Linked DNA regions of Mus musculus: region 2 is linked to region 1. The links are chromatin contacts, called in public promoter capture Hi-C maps. All regions are on one chromosome and are shown on one strand. The core of a region is the stretch at or near the end of the contact, and the rest is flanking DNA. Distances in the headings are between cores, read along the strand shown. Region 1 holds the start of 1700030A11Rik (RIKEN cDNA 1700030A11 gene). Region 2 overlaps Slc26a8 (solute carrier family 26, member 8).

The links. Promoter capture Hi-C pulls out the DNA fragments that hold promoters and counts their contacts.
Region 2: a promoter capture Hi-C map of the HPC-7 cell line shows a contact between it and region 1, with 3 times the contacts expected there. The contact joins the enhancer-like site here to the promoter of 1700030A11Rik in region 1. A contact is called at or near these places in 12 of 39 promoter capture datasets (the 3T3-L1 cell line, the C10 cell line, the HPC-7 cell line and 7 more), 3 of 484 Hi-C or Micro-C datasets (the HPC-7 cell line, bone marrow-derived macrophages and cortical neurons), 5 of 115 datasets of contacts at active chromatin or transcription factors (bone marrow-derived macrophages, craniofacial prominence, embryonic basal ganglia and 1 more) and 2 of 9 other capture datasets (adipose tissue and macrophages).

What each region holds. Positions count from the first base shown.
Region 1 is chr17:28,903,415-28,907,181 of GRCm38.p6, forward strand. 1700030A11Rik (RIKEN cDNA 1700030A11 gene) reads left to right here and starts at 1,851. Exons shown (of 3, transcript NR_045457.1): 1 at 1,851-1,885; 2 at 2,289-2,373; 3 at 2,590-3,357. Bnip5 (BCL2 interacting protein 5) reads right to left here. Exons shown (of 12, transcript NM_172450.3): 4 at 2,277-2,341; 5 at 1,841-2,081; 6 at 1,102-1,236.
Region 2 is chr17:28,657,115-28,660,881 of GRCm38.p6, forward strand. Slc26a8 (solute carrier family 26, member 8) reads right to left here. Exons shown (of 20, transcript NM_001290320.1): 8 at 2,479-2,561. Among named protein-coding and RNA genes, the nearest start is that of Slc26a8, 31 kb to the right of the region's middle. Within about 2 kb of position 2,002, at least 26 of the 459 cell types and tissues checked have an H3K27ac peak or open chromatin away from gene starts, as enhancers often do. A contact at or near this core is called in the HPC-7 cell line and embryonic basal ganglia, where this site is marked.

The DNA of each region.
Region 1 (3,767 bases), core at 601-3,100:
TGCAAACTTTAAGGGCTGTGCTATCTCTCCAGCATCCTTTGCCTCCCCCGAAGCGGTTTAAAGCGTCTCCAGATGTTAGACAGTATTTTAGATCCAGGCTTGGTTCTGTCAACAATAAACTGATAACTGTGGGGACTGGAGAGATGGCTCAGCGGTTAAGAGTACCGACTGCTTTTCCAGAGGTCCTGAGTTCAATTCCCAGAAACCACATGGTGCCTCACAGCCATCTATAATGGGATCTGATGCCCTCTTCTGGTATGTCTGAAGACAGCTACAGTGTAGTGATATAAAATAAATAAGTAAATCTTAAAAAAAAAAAAAAAACAACTGATGGGGCTGCAGAGATGGCTCAGAGGTTAGGAGCACTGACTGCTCTTCCAGAGGTCTTGAGTTCAATTCCCAGCAACCACATGGTGGCTCACAACCATCTCTAATGGGATCTGATGCCCTCTTCTGGTGTGACTGAGAAACGTGACAGTATACTCACATACATAAAATAAGTAAATAAATAAATCTTTAAAAAAAAAAAAAAACCCGGGCAGTGGTGGCGCAAGCCTTTAATCCCAGCACTTGGGAGGCAGAGGCAGGCAGATTTCTGAGTTCGAGGCCAACCTGGTCTACAGAGTGAGTTCCAGGACAGCCAGGACTATGCAGAGAAATCCTGTCTCGAACAAAAACAAATAATAATAATAATAAAACCGATAACTGTATGGAAACCTCCCTTCTGTGTTCTCAGCCCCTTCCTGGCACCACGGCAGCTCTCAGCCGCCCACCTAACGGCAATAACCACGCTCGGTAGCAACACAACCTGTTGGCTGACAGGCCGACCCTGCTATACCTTACAGGCAGTCATTCAATTAGAACTTCCAGCAAATCTCAAGGTCCAGCCTTGCAAAATGGGGAAACTGAGGCTAACGGGTGAAATGTGCTGTCTCCACAGCCCGAGGCCTCCCACAGAGAGACTGAAATAGGCCTTGGCCTCCCTCGCTCTGCCTCAACTTGCCCTTTCCAAATGGCAGAGTCTAGACAGATGGGCTATTTGCTGGAGGTGGGGGGGTAGGGGTGGCGGAGGGGGGTGTTTCTGAGGGGCAAGGGACTAACTGGATTCGGAGGCTCTGTCCAGCAGTGGCTTCTCCTCGGGTCCCTGAAATATGGCAGCTGGTGTGTGGAGCTCAGAGGGATGGGAGCCTCCACCATCTACAGACGGGACCTCTTGGAACTCAGGCGCCTCCAAGTCTGGGAAGCAGAAAGTCACAGTCAGTGTGTGTGTCAGCCACGCCCAGCAACCTGAGCCTGGGCAGGTGCCAGTGTACGCCACCCGTGGGCTCTGCAAGGCTTGCAAGGCTATGCCGGGTCTGGGGCTCTGTTTGCGGACCCCGACCATGCTCTCTGCATGAAAAGAACTGTCTTTCCTTGGCTTCTCTTTTTCTTTCCATGGGGTTTCCTTACCTAGCCGCTGTTTTCGGTTGGTCCACTAGGGGGCAGAAGGTGCCTGGCTCCGTGCCACGAATGAAGAAGAGCCATGGCCTAAACCGCCTTGCATGAAAATCTCTCCTCTTATGACCCCAAATCCACGCTCTCCTGACAACGGTGTCATACAAGTCTAGCCCCCATCCACCCTAACGCCCACGAAGAGCCAACGAGACCAGCCCTTCTCCCTCCGGCTCTGGCTCTGAGGGATCCCACTTGTACCCAAGTGAGACCATGTGGAGGGGAAAAGCTTTGATCTCTTCTCCATCTCCATCCTCCCTACACTGCTCAAGGCATAGTGTGGGCATCAGAAAGATTCCAGAGCAGGAGGCAGCTGCAGTTGCTATGGCAACTGCTAGAGCCTGCTTACCAAGGCTGCTGGAGGTGGAAGCTCGCTGGCTACTAACACACAGGGGTAGGAAGCTGGGCCTCTTGGGCCGGGTTTCTGGGCCCAGGGTAGTGGCTGTGCCGACTCTCTTGGGTTCCTCAGAGGCAGGCTTCTTGAGGGATAAGACTCTCTTCAGGCTGGACTTCTTCTCCTGGGATTTCTTCCTGGGGAGTGGCGTTGGCTTTCGTGGAGGAACCGCTTCTGGCTGAGGGATTTGCACTTGCTGTGGGGAGGAGAAAGAAACTGGGTTAGATCCCTGGCCTTGAGGAGAGGCGAAAGGCAACCCCAGACAGGGCCGACCCAGAGCGGGAGGTGGCTTCTGGAATTAGGGAGTGGGGCTAACTGGACGGGGAGGCGGGGCACGAACCGGGAGCTGCAGCAGCTCTGCAGGCGCTCTCTGATGCCTGCGCCTCCTCACCTCTTCTTCCAGTTGGTCTCCAGCTTTCTTGAGCAATTCCACAATCTGCCAGATGACATCATCCTCTGCAAGAGAGCATGGGTCCCACCACTCCTAGGTATGCAGACAGTATCCAGATCTGGACTCCCAGGGAGAACGAAACCAGCCTGGATCCCTCAGGATTGAGGTTCCCCAATACCCAAAGACCCTCCCATCCCCCCCCAATACCCAAAGACCCTCTCATCCCCCACCATCCTGACTGAATATGGGAAAGTATTTTTGAGGCAAAGTATGACTTTTTAAATGTGTTAATTTTTTATAATTCAATTATTAGGGAGAAGAGAAACACATGTGGCGATCAGAGGATATCTCTCGGAAGCCAGTTCTCTCCTTTTATTATATGGGTCCCAGGAATCAAACTCACATCATCGGGGCTTGCTGGAACATGCCTTTACCCTCTGAGCCATCTCACAGCCCAAAGCATGATGTTTTATGCAGGGATTTAAGGCCCGATGTCCACCTGCCCTGTCAACTGAGCTTTCTAGATCTGGGAACTTTGAATTGGTAGTGGCTAAATCACTTTCCCCTCCGGATCTTTACAGCTTTCCCTGCGAAATATGGGTCACAATCTCTCATGGGCTGTCAGGACATCAAACAAAGGAGCAGGAGTTAGAAACATTTCCCAAGGCTGATTCCAAGTCTTCCAGCCCCACATAATAACAGGTCCCTATCCTAAGGCACAGAGAGGACATCAGCTGGCGCTCCACAGGTCACACTGGACCTGCCCCATGGCTGCTTCCACTACTCCTCACACCAGAACATTTCCTTGGGTGGCTTGTTTTGCCTTACACAAGGGTGATGTGCCCACTCCACTAGCTGCACCCCAAAGGTCTGTTTGCATGAAATGTCAAACTAACAAGCGACTCTGCCCCCGGCTTCCTGTTTCCTGACACTATCTACAGTTCATTTTCCTCTCAGGCAAGGCAATGGTAAAGTAAATACCTTACAAACTGGCCACAGAAATGCCTTTCCATCCCTTGCATACCCTGCCTTTAAAAATGCCGCCCTCGTTTTTAGACAATTAAATGAAGAGGGTATTGTGAGGTGTTCTGATTGTGTATGAGGTTGGACGCACTACTGAGAGACGGGTGTTTAAGTCTGTATGGATGAAGCTTCGTTTTATTCCCTGTAATTCTGCAAGAAGATTCAGAGCACACTGAAGGCTCCTCACTGTGGCCGTTGGACAGTTCTTTCCATTTTTCCATGTAGCTGCCTTGTTTAGTTAAGCCCAAGACCTTTTACCTGCTAACACAGGGTCCCTGTCTAACTACACCTTTAGTCTCTATTCAATAGATAGGTGGTAGGTATAATAGATAGATAAAGATAGACATAATAGATGAATGGATAGATAAGATGATAGATTAGATAGGTTAGATAGATAAGATATAAATATATAAAATAGAATTGGTGATAGATAATAGATGGGTGGATGGATAGATGGATGGATGGATG
Region 2 (3,767 bases), core at 752-3,251, 250 kb before region 1:
GTCTATATTGTATGTGTGTGTACATGTGACTGTGTATGTGCATATGTGTATGTGTATATGTGTCGTGTGTGTGTGTGTTCAAAATGCTTGTTTTCATTATTTTTTATCATTTCACTAAACAGACAAATGCACATGACTGCATGTTTGGATGCCATTCCAGAAAACAATAAAAAGATCCACAATGAGACCAGCTCTATACTAACACATGTAGGAATGCTGTTGTTGTGGTAGACTTTCCTATAGAGCAAATAATAGCTTAACTAATTTAAGAGACAATAGCTTATCTAATTGCTCAGTGGTTAAGGACACTGACTGCTCTTCCAGAGGTCCTGAGTCCAATCCCAGCAACCACATGGTGGCTCACGACCATCTGTAATGGGATCTGATACCCTCTTCTGCTGTGTCTGAAGACAGCCACAGTGTACTCATATACATAAAATAAGTAAATTCTTGGGAGGCAGAGGCAGGCAGATCTCTGTGAGTCTGAGGCCAGCCTGGTCTACAGAGGGAGTTCCAGGACAGCCAGGGCTACAAAGAGAAACCCTGTCTTGAAAGAGAGAGAGAGAGAAAGAAAGAGAGAGAGAGAGAGAGAGAGAGAGAGAGAGAGAGAGAAAACACACACACATTGCCACCAGACTTTTCCTTGTACCCTGCCCCCCCCAAATTGTATAGAGGTGGTATCTGAGCATGTCTCTGTTATTGTATAGCCCCCCCAACATTGTATAGAGGTGGTATCTGATCACATCTCTGCTATTAAATAGAATGCCAGATGCATTCTTCGGCTCTCACTGCATTTCACAGGAAACAGTTAGGATACAGGCACGGTTCAACATGATCATATCAAACAGCCCCCCTGTTATCTTGGAGCTCAGCCAACATCCCCAAGGCTTTGGGACTCCCCTGTGTGCAGTGTGGAGTCATAAGCAGTATTCTTCAGAAGTCTGCTTGTGGGTTATAACACTGCTGTCTAGTCCTTTCTAATTAAACTCAAAATTGGCAACTGTCCAGCGGTAGCAAGAGTCATGTGACAGATGAAACAGAATGCAGAGGAACCGTGAGTTCCTCAGAGCTGCCTCTCAAAGATAACCTACCCAATTAAGAGGAAAATGGTGTTCAATGGCAGAGTGCTTGCTTAACCTGCATGAGGCCCTAGCTTCAATCCCAGCACAGTCTAAAGACGAAGAAAAGGAGGGAGAGGGATGGGGGAGCAGCTGAAACCCACAATCAAGTAGGCAACGCAAAGCAACAGTTCTCTTCTGAACACCGAATCCTGTGTTTCCTAGCAGGGGCACTAGAGAACATCTCTCATCCCATCTCTTTGTTGTTTTACTTGGGGTCGGGGTATCTCATTCAGCCCAGGCTAGCCTCATGATTGATATGTAGCCAGGGCTAGCCTTTTAACTCCTGATCCTCTTGCTTCCACCCCCAAATGCTGGGATTACATGTGGGCACTACATGCCTGGCCTTGTTATTCTGCTCTTGAAAGTTAACCAGAAAGGGGGGGGGGGCCTCTGTGATACCCATAATACCTACAGAAAAAAAGAATCAAGTCTCTGGTGTTATGGGTACTCAGCAGATGTCTGACAAGCTGGCAGGCCCGTGTAAGGAAGTGACAGAGGGTGAGTGTCATGGTTTGTATACTCTTGGACCAGGGAGTGGCACCATTTGGAGGTGTGGCCTTGTTGGAATAGGTGTGACCAGTTTGGAATAAGTGTGTCACTGTGGGTGTGGGCTTAAGACCCTCACCCTAGGTGCCTGGGAAGTCAGTCTTAGCAGCCTTTGGATGAGGACGTAGAACTCTCCTCAGCTCTGCCTGCACCAGGCCTGTCTGGATGCTGCCATGCTCCCACCTTGATGATAATGGACTGAACCTCTGAACGTGTAAGCCAGCCCCAATTAAATGTTGTTTTTTATAAGATTTGCCTTGGTCATGGTGTCTGTTCACAGCAGTAAAACCCTAACTAAGACAGTGAATAAGGAAGAGACAAGGCGCCGTGGCAGCCGCTTCGTGGTCACAAACCTCTGGGTTCTATACTTGATCCTACCCACAAAGCTAGGAACTGGACCTGTGTGCTGAGTGAACTTTGCAGTAGCCAAACAGTCCTAGAAAAGACTGTGAGCCAGGTTGTGTGGGGAGAGGCTGAGAGAGAACAACTGGTAGTCATGCGGGCACATGCCTGTCCCCCCAGCCCTGGGGAAGCCGAGCCAGGAGATTGAGGCTGAGCCACCTACAGCAAGACCCTGCTACAAAAATAAAGGAAAAGCAATATTGAAAAGTGGAGTGATGCCCCGTGGTGATGCACACCTTTAAATCCCAGCATTTGGGAGGCAGAGGAAGGTAGATCTCTGAGTTCAGGGCCAGCCTGGTCTAGAGAGTGAGTCCAGGACAGTTAGAGCTGCACAGAGAAATCCTGTCTTGAAAAAACAAAAAGCAAACCAAACCCAAAAGCAACAGAGGAGGGAAGTGTGACGGCTGACCTGTATGGAATCATGTTCATCAGCATCTTGCTGTTTTCTGTGGCCATGGTTATCTTGCTTGTAAGTAAGCTGAAGCCAAGAATCTGACAGGAGACAAAAGGAAACGAGTGAGATTAATACAGAGCGAGGGCTCAGAGGCTCTCGCATGACAGTAAATGAAATGAGGGCCGTCCTGACAAGAGAGGGACCATCTGTTTCCATTCTCCAAACTCCTTTTGGCATTGGAACCAAAGCCATAGCTGCTTTGGTCTCTGATACATGGTTGGGATCAGAGGGATGCGGGTGTGTGTGTGTGTGGGGTGATGTCCAGGAGCCCACAGGACAGCTGGCCAATCAGAGCTCTAGGTTCAGTGAGAGTCTCTGTCTCCAAAGAACAAAGAGACACAGAGGAGGCCAGGGCTACAGGGAAGCTTAGGGTTTAAGAGCACCTGTTTGTTCTTCTAGAGGACCCAAATTCCGTTCCCAGCACCCACATCAGGTGGCTCAGAACCACCTGTGACTGCTGCTCCAGGGGACCCAAATCCTCCTCTGGCCTCTGAAGGCATTCATATGTACATACTCCTCTCATGCCTACATACGCAGAGGATTTTTGAAAATCTTTTAAAATTCAAAAGAAAAGTCAAGGTAGAGAGCAACAGAGGAGGAGACCTGATGTCTGCCTCTGGTCTCGACATGTACCTACATGGGCAAGCTCTCTCTAACATACATGTGTCCACACAGCCACTCCATACACAATACATGTGTAAAAAGTAAACATTTGGGTAGAGACCACTGGTACAGCCCAGTGACTACATTTAGTAATAGTTTACTGCAGACTTGGAAACTGGGAAAGCAATAGATCTTCAATGTTCACAATGAAAAGATAATCACTAGGCTATGTGTTTGTGGGCTGGCCACGGGCTTTGTATCTGCAATCCCAGAATTTGTGGGTAGGTTGAGAGTTAGAGGCCAGCTTGAGCTGTCTAGTGAGACTCTGTTTCAAAACTAAACCAAAACAAAGGAACAACAACAAAAAAAAAGATATTCCTGTGTGGTAACAGGTGTTGACTAGCTTAATGGACTATAACTATGGCATGCCAAAGATCTCCTTGTACAAGCAAATATATAACATCCCAATTGTCAAGCTTACTTGAGCAAACCCCAAATTTTTATAAAACAAAAACATATGACTGGCCGGACGGTGGTGGCGCACGCCTTTAATCCCAGCACTTGGGGGCCAGGGGTAGGCGGATTTCTGAGTTCAAGACCAGTCTGATCTACAGAGTGAGTTCCAGGACAGCCAGGGCTAC